Linked DNA regions of Ovis aries: region 2 is linked to region 1. The links are chromatin contacts, called in public Hi-C maps. All regions are on one chromosome and are shown on one strand. The core of a region is the stretch at or near the end of the contact, and the rest is flanking DNA. Distances in the headings are between cores, read along the strand shown.

What was found. A called contact is a pair of places that touch in the nucleus more often than the background predicts.
Region 2: a contact with region 1 is called in a Hi-C map of liver, with 2.6 times the contacts expected there. The contact joins the promoter of LGMN here to the enhancer-like site in region 1. A contact is called at or near these places in 5 of 16 Hi-C or Micro-C datasets (hypothalamus, liver, mesenteric adipose tissue and 2 more).

Annotation. Positions count from the first base shown.
Region 1 is chr18:55,186,499-55,192,238 of ARS-UI_Ramb_v3.0, reverse strand. RIN3 (Ras and Rab interactor 3) reads right to left here. Exons shown (of 10, transcript XM_027957334.3): 10 at 3,682-4,878. The coding sequence ends at 4,558. Among named protein-coding and RNA genes, the nearest start is that of TRNAY-GUA, 4.7 kb to the left of the region's middle. Within about 2 kb of position 2,763, at least 18 of the 54 cell types and tissues checked have an H3K27ac peak or open chromatin away from gene starts, as enhancers often do. A contact at or near this core is called in hypothalamus, liver and tail adipose tissue, where this site is marked.
Region 2 is chr18:55,230,964-55,236,703 of ARS-UI_Ramb_v3.0, reverse strand. LGMN (legumain) reads left to right here and starts at 2,347. Exons shown (of 14, transcript XM_042235389.1): 1 at 2,347-2,639.

The DNA of each region.
Region 1 (5,740 bases), core at 1,514-4,013:
AGACAATTTTTCCATGGAGTGGGGATGGGGAGGATGGTTGGGATGGTTTGGGGATGATTCAAGGGCACTACATTTATTGTGCGCTTTATTTCTAATCTAATGCCACCACTGATCTGACAGCAGGTACTGGTCCACAGCCCGGAGGTTGAGGACCCCTGCTATAGACCATATGACGATGTAGAAAAGGTGTCCCTTTCTCCAGGTGGGCACAGTCCTGTGCCAGGTGACAAGTGGAGCCCAGCCTGGGTTTTAACTCCCTGGTCCCTTCAGCCATGGAACCTTGGCTGTGAACAACTTCCCTGCCCTTATGTCTAACTCTGAATTTATCTCCCTTTACCAAAAGATCTGAGGCTTTGCCTGCCTGCTCCCACCCAAGAGCTGGTGTGATCCCTGAGACATGCCTGGGAGATGGGGGAAGAATCATTCTTATTTTAAGAACAGGGATACTGAGGCCCAAAGATGTGAAGCATCTCACTGAGGGCTCAGAGCTGGCCTGGGACCCAGGTCTCCTGACAACCAGTTGAGGTTCCTCCCGCCTTCCAGTTGAACAGATTTTCTGACTTGGAAGCCAGATTTGAGTTCCCTTTTGGCCTAGGGTTGTGTCAGCTGCAAAGACATGTTTCCTGGAAGGGCATTCCTAGGAAACCGCTGTCTTCCAGCAAATAGCGTGACATCTGGGGATGAGGCAAACTCATGGCCACTGTGAGTCAGAGCTTTCCTCCCCAGAGCCAGGCACCATATGACCTTCCTGCGAAAGGAGGGCCTGGTTCCTGCCCAGCTGCTCCCCGCTTTCCAGGCCAGATGACCTGGAAGAAAAGGAGGTGGCCAGTTCTTGGATTCAGGCCAGCTGAGTGCTCACAGAGTGCCCACATCTGCAAACCGGCGAAATGGGCTGTGGGGGGAGGGGGAGGGGGCGCGTCTCCTCTGCACCCACAAGACCCTCCCTGCCTCTCTCTGTCCCTCCCCGACTCAGGGCCCCCCGCTTCTCTCTGCCCACTTCCTCTGCAGGCTGGTCCTTTGTTCCCCAGCGGAAACCTGCTCCTAACTAGGGAGAACGCAGTGCAACACGTTAAGGTCTTGTGAGGCCATGATGGGCCAGGTGTCTGCAGGGCGGGTTTGGGACTGCTCATGATGGGCAGGGCTTTGCACCCAGCTGTCACTGCTAGGACCTGGGGACGGAGGAGCTGTAGGGCCTGGCTGTGTCCTGGTCTCCGCAGATGTTCTCATAGCTTCTCTCAGCACCGTTGGCCCAGGGGAGAGGCCAGTAAAAGCAGAGGGAGGAGCCAGCCGGCCAAGAGCACAGGGCACGAATGCCAGGGATGAGACAAAGCCCAGCCCCTGCTCTATGCCACAGCCTGTGACCCCGTCAACCTTGGACACACTGATTCCTTGCTAGGGGCCAGTGGAGGGGCCAGGTCGCTTCACTTGCATCTTGGACCTCTGGGTCAAGTCAGCCCTGTGATGCTCACCATACCCTCAGGCAAGCTCAGGAGTGGATCTGGCAGGTGAGGCTTATCTGACTTTGGTTTTCTACAAGCAGGTCACTTGGGGTGCCATGTGGGGTAAAGAGAGCCCTGAATTTTGGGGTAGGTCAGCTCTGAGTTCAAACCTCACTCTGGCCTCTAACCAGCTGTGTGATCTTGGGCAAGTCACCCTGTTGTTACGGGCTAAATTGTGTCCCCTCCAAGCTCATGTGCTGAAGCCCCAAGCCACATCTCAGAATGTGCCCGCATTTGGGAGACAGGGCCTTAAAGGGTTACTAAAGGTAACGTGAGATCACACAGCTGTGCCCTGCTCCAATAGGACCTGCGTTCTAAGAAGAGATTAGGGGTGCTCAGGCCCAGAAAGAAGGCTGTGTGGGCAGGCAGCTGTCTGCAAGCCAAGGAAAAACCAGCCGATTCGAGACTTCAGGCTCCAGAATGGTGAGAAAATAAATGCTGTTTAAGCTGGCCCATCAGTGGTACTTTTGTTAAGGTCACTGGAGCAGACTAATTCTCCCCGTTTCTTTGAGCCTTCACCTTCTCATCCATAAATATCACAAGAGGAGTCACTGACCAGTGCCAGGCACTCATGAGGGCTCAGCTCTTGCACGGCCCTGTTTTCTTGATCCTGGATCAGGCCTGCACACCCCACTGCGGACAGAGGCCTCCAGACCACAGGATCCAGGTAGCCCCATCCATCCTGCTCTCTGGCTTCTCCTGACGGGAGGGGCCCCACGCTTGAGCACACATGCACACACACACGTGGGGTTCTTACAGTGGTGCTCCTGGTCCAGGTCACTGACTGGCTCTGCCCATTCCCTGGGAGCTGGACAGAAGACCCCCCTGCCTCCCACCAGGGCTGGACTGGTGCCCAATCCACCCTCTGAATTCCAACCCCACCCCAAGTTTGGGCCCCACTGGACAAGAGGGTGCTTGGGTAAATGGACCTCCATCTGACCCATCCCCACCAGTCTCAGGCCTAGTGGGAGGCAGTGGGCACCCTACCTTACAGCTGGGGACCGAAGCAGCACAGCCAGCTCAGCTTCGGGCTGCAGGGAGCATCGGAAGATCAGGAAGGGGACAATGCCTGTGCCAGGGGGTGGGCAGGGAGGTGGCAGAGGCAAGGGCAACCTGGGATCATGGCTGGCTAACCTCAGCTTCTGGGTATTTGCCTGTTTTCTCATGTCTGTTACAAAGCCTGGAAAGTCCAGGGCTGGCTGCCTGCATCCTGGAGCAATCCCTGCATCTGCCACAGGGCTGGCCCGGAGCCACAGTCAGACAGATGTTTGTTGATCAGCTGAATGAGCTGGCTGCTTCCCAGCAATATAATCCAGGGAAGTCCAGCCGCCCTGCCCCGTGGGCACGGCTCACTGCCATGAAGGCTGGGGCTGCATTTGATTTGTTCTCTACTGTCTCCCAGGGCCTAGAAGAGTGCTGACATTGAACAGGCACTCAGCAAACATATTTTTAATCAATGCTGGGGACACAGACAGGAAGGGTCCAAATCTGGTGGAGAAAGCAGAAGTGTCAACAGACAGATGCAATTGGATGAGCTATCTCTTGTGACAGAGATGAGCCCACAGGGCTGGAGGACATGGACAAGGACTATCTGGCCAGCAGCGCAGGAAGTCAGAGAAGGCTTTCTGGAGATGGGCTTTTAGGGAAAAATAAAGAGTTTGACCAGGCAAAGATTGTACAGAATTGTATTGCTGTGATAGGCAACAGAGGCAGGAATGATGTGAAGTGTGGGTGCTAGGAAGAGGAAATGCCCAGGCTGAGGGGCAGACGGGGCCCAGGGCCCTGAGAGTATGTTGTGTGTGTGCCAAGTCGCTTCAGCTGTGTCCGACGCTTTGTGACCTTATGGACTGTAGCCGGCCAGGCTCCTCTGTCCATGGCGATTCTTTCTCCAGGCAAGAGCACTGGAGTGGGTTGCCATGCCCTCATCCAGGGGATCTTCCCAACCCAGAGATTGAACTCGTTTGTCTCCTGCACTGGCCGGCAGGTTTTTTTTGCCACTAGTGCCACTTGAGGAACCTATAGATTCTGCCAAAAACAACAAAACAAAAGAAACCAGGGCGCTCAGTGGAAAGGAGATGCTTTTCTGAACCCCACCTTGGAGGGGGATTAGGCTGTTGGTGGTGGTGGGGGGGGGCCTAGCTGCCTGAGCAGAGATCTAGCCCTTTGAGAAACGAAGATGCCATTTTCAAAAGGACTTTTATTAAAACACTCCCCACACAGTGTCTCTTGCCTTGAATGCCACAGTCCTGGGGTGCCCACGAAGGAGAGGGCCCTGGACAATGTCCCCCGTGGCCAAGGCTGGGCTCGTTCACGTAGCTGTGAAGCTGGCCTCGCTCGGAGGTCCCGTTGTACACCTGGCTGCTTCCGGAGGGGCTGGGGAGCTACCGGCAGCACGGAGCCGGCCGATGGCTGAGGGTTGGCTCTGAGGCAGGGGTGAGGGGCCTGTCCCCTCAGCACCCTGAGATGCTCCTGAGATGCTGGGCGAGTCCAACACATTCCAGCTCCGGGGGGGCGGGGCAGCTGTGGCCAGGCCACTCCTCCTGAGGACGGTCTTGGGAAAACCTGAGCCCTCCCGGTGAAAGGCTGGGGATCGGATCGGGTGGGCATGGGGTGCGGGGGCCCGAGGCGCGGGACAGACGGACTGGCCTGAGGGGCTGTGTGTGAACAGGGGCCGAGCGAGCTGGGGCTCTGTGTGCTGCAGGGGGCTGGAGGGTCCTTTCTGAGTTTCCGTTTCCCTTTCTGCCTAATGAAGCATGTGGCCTCTCCCGGCTCCCGCCCTCCTACTGGGAGCACGCTGGGGCCACGGATCACGTTGTTTATACAATGGTCCTGCCACGGTGGCCGAGGCACGCTCAGTAGGCTGCAAGCACGGGGCAACGTGTGGGCATCCCTGTTGGGAGTGTGTGTGTGTGCACGCGCGCGCGCGCGCAAGTGTCTGTGCGTGTGCATGTGTGAGTGGGTGCGTCTGAGTGTGAGTGTGGGGGTCGAGGGTGCGGGCCGGTCTGCCAGCGTCCCCGCCTGGGTGGACACTGCCGTCGGAGGGGCCGCGGCCCCGGGCTCACAGGAAGTTGGGCTCGCGCACCACCAGGCAGGGCGGGCCTCCGCTGCCCCCGCCGCCGTCCAGGGGCCGGTACACGAAGTGGAAGTCGCGCTTGGGCTCGCTCCGCAGCAGGTAGCCCTTGATGCGGTGCGGCAGCGCCTCGTCGGCCAGCTGGAAGCTGCGGCCGTCCACCAGCACGAAGAGCCGGTAGTCCTGCGGCTGCACCACCTCGAACTTCTCCGCACACTGGGCGCACAGCGCCTCAGCCAGCGTGTCCGCCCGCGATGCCAGCGTCCGCGACTGCTGCTCCGGCTCCAGATACGACACGCAGATAAAGTCCTGCGGGGAGAGACGGAGGGGGTCACGGTTACCGGCTGGGCCAAGCCCACGTCCTGTCTCACCCCTGCCCTGATGCTGGGAGCTTGGACAGGAGAAGCTGCGTGGCCTTGTCCTCTTTGGGCCCCCCGATTCCTCTCCATAGACAGCGGATGGATGGCAGGAGGGGTCGTGAGGCTGGCCGTCGGGGCACCTGCGGCTGACCCTGCTGTGTGACCTCAGGCAAAGACCCTCCCTCTCTGAGCCTCAGCTCTCACTGGGTCAGTCTTGGCCTGGACACAAGGAGTGAGCGCGCCCCCTGGTGGCCAGTCCACGGGCTTGCCGTCACTGAAAAAATCTTATTTTTCACTTTCTCTTCTTCCCCTGCATTCCAGGCACTCTGCTGGGCACACGGGGCAGCATAAATAAAATCAAAGATTCAGACCCACCCCCAGCATTCCATGGCTTAGCTGGTGCAGCTAAGGCAGGCTGAACAGTTCTTCAGGCCCTAGGGCTGGAGGGGCCTGGGGATGGAAGGGGTGGTGTTCCCAGGAGGAACAGGCTGGCAGGGAAGGGCGGGGGAGAAGACTTGGGGGGAAAAGATGGAGAGTGTTTGCAGAAAACAGCACATTCACACCTGAGTCCACCGGAGACCGTGGAAGGAGTCCCTGCCTGGCTTTGAATCTGCTCCCACTCACTGTGTGACGACCTCTCTGAGTCTCCATTTCCACTACTGCAAAGTGGGGATAAAACCAGTCCTTTCTCTGTGCCTGGAGGTGGATCACAGAAAACTGGCTCAGAGCCTGTTAGAGTCCCCTTTCCGCTAAGGGCCCAGAGGGCGGGCAGGAAGTGTGTGCGCGGGGCTGCCCCCTTGTGGAAGGACGGT
Region 2 (5,740 bases), core at 1,098-3,597, 45 kb before region 1:
GCTATCCCCTGGACTCGAAGTCTTAAAAATTCCCACTGAATAAAGCATAATCCTCAACTGTAAGGCTCGGAGAACTGCGCTCTGAAAAGACATTCAGGGACAGCCTCTAGTGGACTGACAAATTTTATTATACAGCTTTGCAGATATATGGTCTCAGGGAGCAGAGCATAAAGCAGACTTGCACATAGCCTTTCTCGATAAAACATCAAAGCATTCAAGCATAAAATACAGTTCTCACCGTCCAAGACATAACATACCTTTGGCGAAACTCTAAAGGGAGTCTTACCATGAAACAACAGTCCTTGCTCCCAGAAACAGGCGGTCAGGAGGAAGCCTCTGAATGCCTCAAGGCCAGACATATATGACCCTTCATGATCCGTTCCCAGCCTTGGGCACTCAATGAACCCTCATAACCCTTTGTTATGCTCGTTCCAGCTTCCATCCTTCACCATGAGTGGAGCAAATACATTTTCAGTATTTGCTTAAAGACTTCCAGCTCCTCCACACTCAACTTTTGGGTTGTGAACGTTTCTAAAGCCCATACACCTGGCACAAAACATTTATGCTCTCCATTGAGGAAGACTGTGAAAGCACAGTGGTCATGAGAACTGACTTTAGGCTTGGACAGACCTGGACTTGAAGCCCTGGTCACTTCCAAGCTGTGATCTTGGGCCAAGTACTTAACTCAGGGTGGGTAAGCTTTTTCTGTAAATGGTCACACAGTATACACATTCTTTTGTGGGCCACACGGTCTCTCCTACAATAGCTCATCTCTGCCTTGTTCTCCCAGTCATACCTACACCAATGGGTGTGGGTGTGTTCCTCTGGACTTTTAGTCACAAAATTGGCAGTAGGCCTAGGGTGGTACACAGACCCATGATTTGCAGTTAAAACAAAAAATTATAAAAGGACATCAGGGCGTTCCTTGGTGGTCCGGTGATTAGGACTCTGCTTTCACTGCTGAGGACCTGAGTTAAACTGTGGTGGTGTTAAGGGAATCACACTGATTGAAGCCACCCACCCTGGCCAGGCACCACAGTAACCATTTGCATGAGTTGTTTTATGACAGGAGGTCCTGGTAAGGAACTTGGAACTAATAAGCCTCCACCAACTGGAAGAGTTCGGGAAAGGTCAAAAGAGACACCACATGTCTACCTCCCAGAATCCTTCTCTCTGGCATCTATCTTGGCTGAACAAGGTGTGTACCACCAGGAAGGACTCTGAGTCAGAATGATTGGCTAAAGACAACCCAGAAATTAATCCCATCACTGTAAAACCCAAGACTGCAAGCCATGTGACAAAGCTGTTCTCCTGTTACCCTACTGCTCTCCACCTGGGTGCCCTTTCCCAATAAAATCTCTTGCTTTGTCAGCAGATGTGTTTCCTTGGACAATTCATTTCCGAGTGTTAGTTTCGGGCCCTGGTAGGGGTCCCCTTTCCTGCAACAGTGGGGCAACTAATTTGACACAAGCCAACACAGCCGAAACAAAAAAGATGAAAGGAGACAACCCATGAATGTAAGTCCTATATATTTTGTGCTCGATGTCCTTGGGCAGGACGGGACTTATTCCCTCATAGTAACTCCATTCAACTCAACTTTCTCAGCTCCACACCACGGTACTTGTATGTATAGTATTTTACTTTTCTCTCCCTGTGAGATAATACCAAATGTTTGAGAAGTAGCATACGGATAAAAAGCACCGGATTCTGGAACTAGACTGCCTGGCTCCGAATTCTGGCTCTGCCACTTCAGAGGTATGTGATCTTCCGAAAATTAACCTCCCTGACATAACTTTCCTTACTTGCCCTGTGTGTAAAGCTGGGGTGACATTAACAAGTGCCTTCTTCTCCTAGGGTTGTTACCAGGATGAAACGGATCTGCACATCCTATCACCTGGGGCTCCTTAAAGACTTCAAAACCCAGGCGACAGGCGGACCAACCAAAGAACTCAAAATCTTTAGGGTGAGGCGGAGGCATCAGTACCTACGAAGCTACCATCCTACGTGGTTCTAATTTGTGTACAAGTTTAGATGCAGAGTGTTAAACGGCTTAGCGCGCTGGGGATCGATCCTTCCGGGGAATCACTGCGCCCCTGGTTCCACACACGTCAGAACCACCCTCCCACCCTCACCCCATCCTGCCCTAATTCACTGGATACCTTTTTCCCTGCGTTTCTTTGCCCTCTGGGATCAGAAGGCCCAGCGGAGGCTCGCTGGGACTTGTAGTTCCTGCGACTCTCAGGTCTCGTTCTCGCCTCCCATTGGCTTTCGAAGACGCTCCTCCCCGAAGGTCGGCCAATCGCCGCGGCGCAGCCAACCCTCAAAGCAAGGAGCTAGGACCCAGCTCAGCAATCTGTGCCGGGAGGACGCGGGCGGCTGACTTCTCTGAGGCTGCGCACCGCGAGGGTTTCCCACGGTCCCTCAGCAGGTAATCAATATCCCTGGCAGGGTACTGGGGCCCGGCCCAACGCCCCGGACCAGAGTCGCCCGTTTGCCGCAGATCTTGGCTTCATGGCTGGGATTTTCAGTTTCCCCGGCCTTTTTTTTTTGCGTAAATCCATTTCTCATCGGGCGAAAGGGAGTTTTCGGCAAACGATGACTTCCGATGACCTCTCTTAGCCTTGCATCCCGTGGGGTTGGTGAGTTGGGGCTCCTTTTGTTGCGCGAGCTCTGGCTGGAAGCCCAGGCTCCTCCGAGAGCAGAAACAGGCGCGAGTTGACAGCACATTTGCTAAGGTCCTATAGCCAGGGAATGCCAGGAGGGGTCTCTTGTGTCCTGTCTTAACAATCTAGAAACAATTCAGGTTGTTGAGGTTTGTAATGCTGAGGCTGCATCTGTTTCCAGTTAGTTCTTGGTAGCCTAAGGGGGAAGGGGTTATGTTAACCACAACAGCAAATATACCCAAAGGTATAAAAACATCCCTTCTGAGAAATCATAAAAGTGCCACTTCTCATAGGTTTGAGCTGGTGGGAGTTAACAGGATGATTCACGTGAACCATGGAAGTGAAAGTTAGCAGGATTTGGTCCCCTACTTCCATTAGGGTTGAGGTTTTACCCACGTGGTATTCAGGGCCAAGAATATAGGGGCTGGGAGAAGGAAATTTTGTGAAAATAAATGTCCATGGTTTGAGACTTGCCCTGTGGTATGTAGTGAGTGGCATGGCCCAGCTCTCTTTGCTCCAGGCAGTAATGTCTTTACTGCATTAGTTCGCAAACATTGGTTGAGCCTTACTAAGTTTTTAAAGCAGGGATTATTTCATAAAGGGGAGAGGCAGTTTATCATGAACCATTCCAGTGTTCCAGGGGCAGCATGTAACCCTGCTTGTGGGAAGAGGTAAGACTTTGCAGAGAAGGGAATAATTGAATGGAGTTTGAGGGATGGGCAGGAGCTAGTGAGATGAAAGAGAAGAGCATTTCGCCTGGAAAATAGCATGATGAAGGCAGGAAAAGAGCACTGATTTTGGACCCGGAGTCCTGAGCCTGGTTGGAGCAAGGGATTTCTTGTGGATAGTGGAAAACAAGAGAGGCGCATCTTGCAAGCCTCTTGTGCTGCAGTAAGAGACTTGGATTTTGCCCTGAAAGCCCTAGAAACCAAATTTAGTAGATGTGTATCTTTGTTGTTGCTATTGTTTAGTCGTGAAGTTGTGTTGGACTCTCTTGTGACCCCATGGCCTGTAGCCAGGCTCCTCTGTCCATGGGATTTCCCAAGGGCGAATACTGGAGTGGGTTACCATTTCCTTCTCCAGGGGATCTTTCCAACCCAGGGATAGAACCCGAGTCTCCTGCATTGCTGGACAGGTTTTTTACCAATGAGCCACGAGGGAAGCCCAGTGTGTACCTTAGATACTCTCTAATGTGGAAAAGTGTTGGAAAGAGGCCACACCAGGGAGCTCATTGCAGTAATTGCCAGGAGAATTGCTGAGGATTTTAAAGACAATTGCATTTGAATGAGAGGAGAGATGAATAAAAGGTTGTGAACTCTTAAGTAAGTGAACACCATACCTAGTATTAAAAATATATTGAGGTGAATGCTGTCTCTTGAGTTTTCCACCTATGACTGACTATCTTTTCTAAGGAAACGACAAGCCTTTTTTTTCTTTCCTTAAACCGCAGACATTGCTTTAGGTCAAAATTTGAGTCCCATTTTATGAAGGAGAAATCATCACAAATGTTAAGGATGTTGAAATCTGGATGATTAGACATATGACTCAATTTATCTTGTAATCCAGGAGATACAAATTAAACCCATAATTAGATCACTTTATATCTATCAGATTAGAAATTAGAAAGTTTGTTACTCTCAAGAGTATCAATTGTTTGAAAGATATCAGATATTTGCAAATATATTTTAGGACAGTACAGCTGCTAGCAAAATAGTATATCTTAAGACTCAGTGGTTCTACTCCTAAAGCACCAGAGAGACATTCGTATACAAGGTGATGAGTGTAAGAATGCTTTTAATAGTTAAAAAAAAAAAAGTAGCAACCTACATGTTTGTTAGTAGGAGAATGTTTATAAAGTGGATGTATGTATTTTAAAGTATAATAAATTGCTTGGAATGAAATAATTTACAATAGTGGTTACCTTGTGGTATTCGGAGAATGGGACAGGACAATGGGGGTACTGTTTTATCTGTAATGTTTTATTTGTTTATGGGGAAAGAGGTTTAACAGATTTACAAAATATTAACAGTTGATCTGTATGACGGTAACAGGTATTTTATATTATATTTGTACATTTCTGTAGTTTAACGTGTATCCTTCAATTCTTAAAATATAAGTTGTAGCAAAATTAAACTTAAGAATTTACATCTAGTTATAAAAGTCATGCTCATTCATTTGGGGAAAGACTACAAACTATTATTAATCCTAGATTTCAAAAAATAGTACTTTGGGAGAAACTTAAAGAAATTCAAATGCCAAATAAGCAGTGAAAATAAAAGTGTAGAAAAACCATTAATAAAAAATCAAATTCTTCTAGACATTGGTAAATTTAAAAAATCTTTCTTGACTATGTGTATTTTGAAATATGTTATAGCTGCTTGTACATCTTGAAATGTTAAAAGACAATTTTTTAAAAGTGAAGGGGGCACAAAAAACAAACAAACAAACAAAAAAGACCCAATCAAAAAATGGGCCAAAGAACTAAATAGACATTTCTCCAAAGAAGACATACGGATGGCTAACAAACACATGAAAAGATGCTCAACATCACTCATTATCAGAGAAATGTAAGTCAAAACCACACACACACAAAATAAAAATAAAAATTAAAAAAAAAAACTTTGATCAACCTTTAAAAAAAAAAAAAAGTGAAGGGGACGACAGAGGATGAGCTGGTTGGAAGGCTTCCCTAACTCAATGGACAAGAGTTTGAGCAAACTCTGGGACGTAGTGAAGGACAGGGAAGCCTGGCAAGCTGCAGTCCATGGGGTTGCAGAGTTGGACGTGACTTAGTGACTGAACAACAACATCACTTTCTATATATTACTGTCAGCTGAAAGGAGATTCCAAGTACAAAGTACATTTGTAGAATAGAAATACAGAAACGTGCAATGGGAAAGCTGGCTTCTTTCTTTCAAAGGGGGAATCGCTTGCACCTCCACTTAATAGAATTCATTTGCATGTTTTTAGACAATAATTATTTTCATTTCTAGTATCTACAGTTTACAGAGTTGTGGGGAAAAAAAGTTCCATAGAATCATTGCAGGTAGATTCTTTACCAACTGAGCCACCAGGGA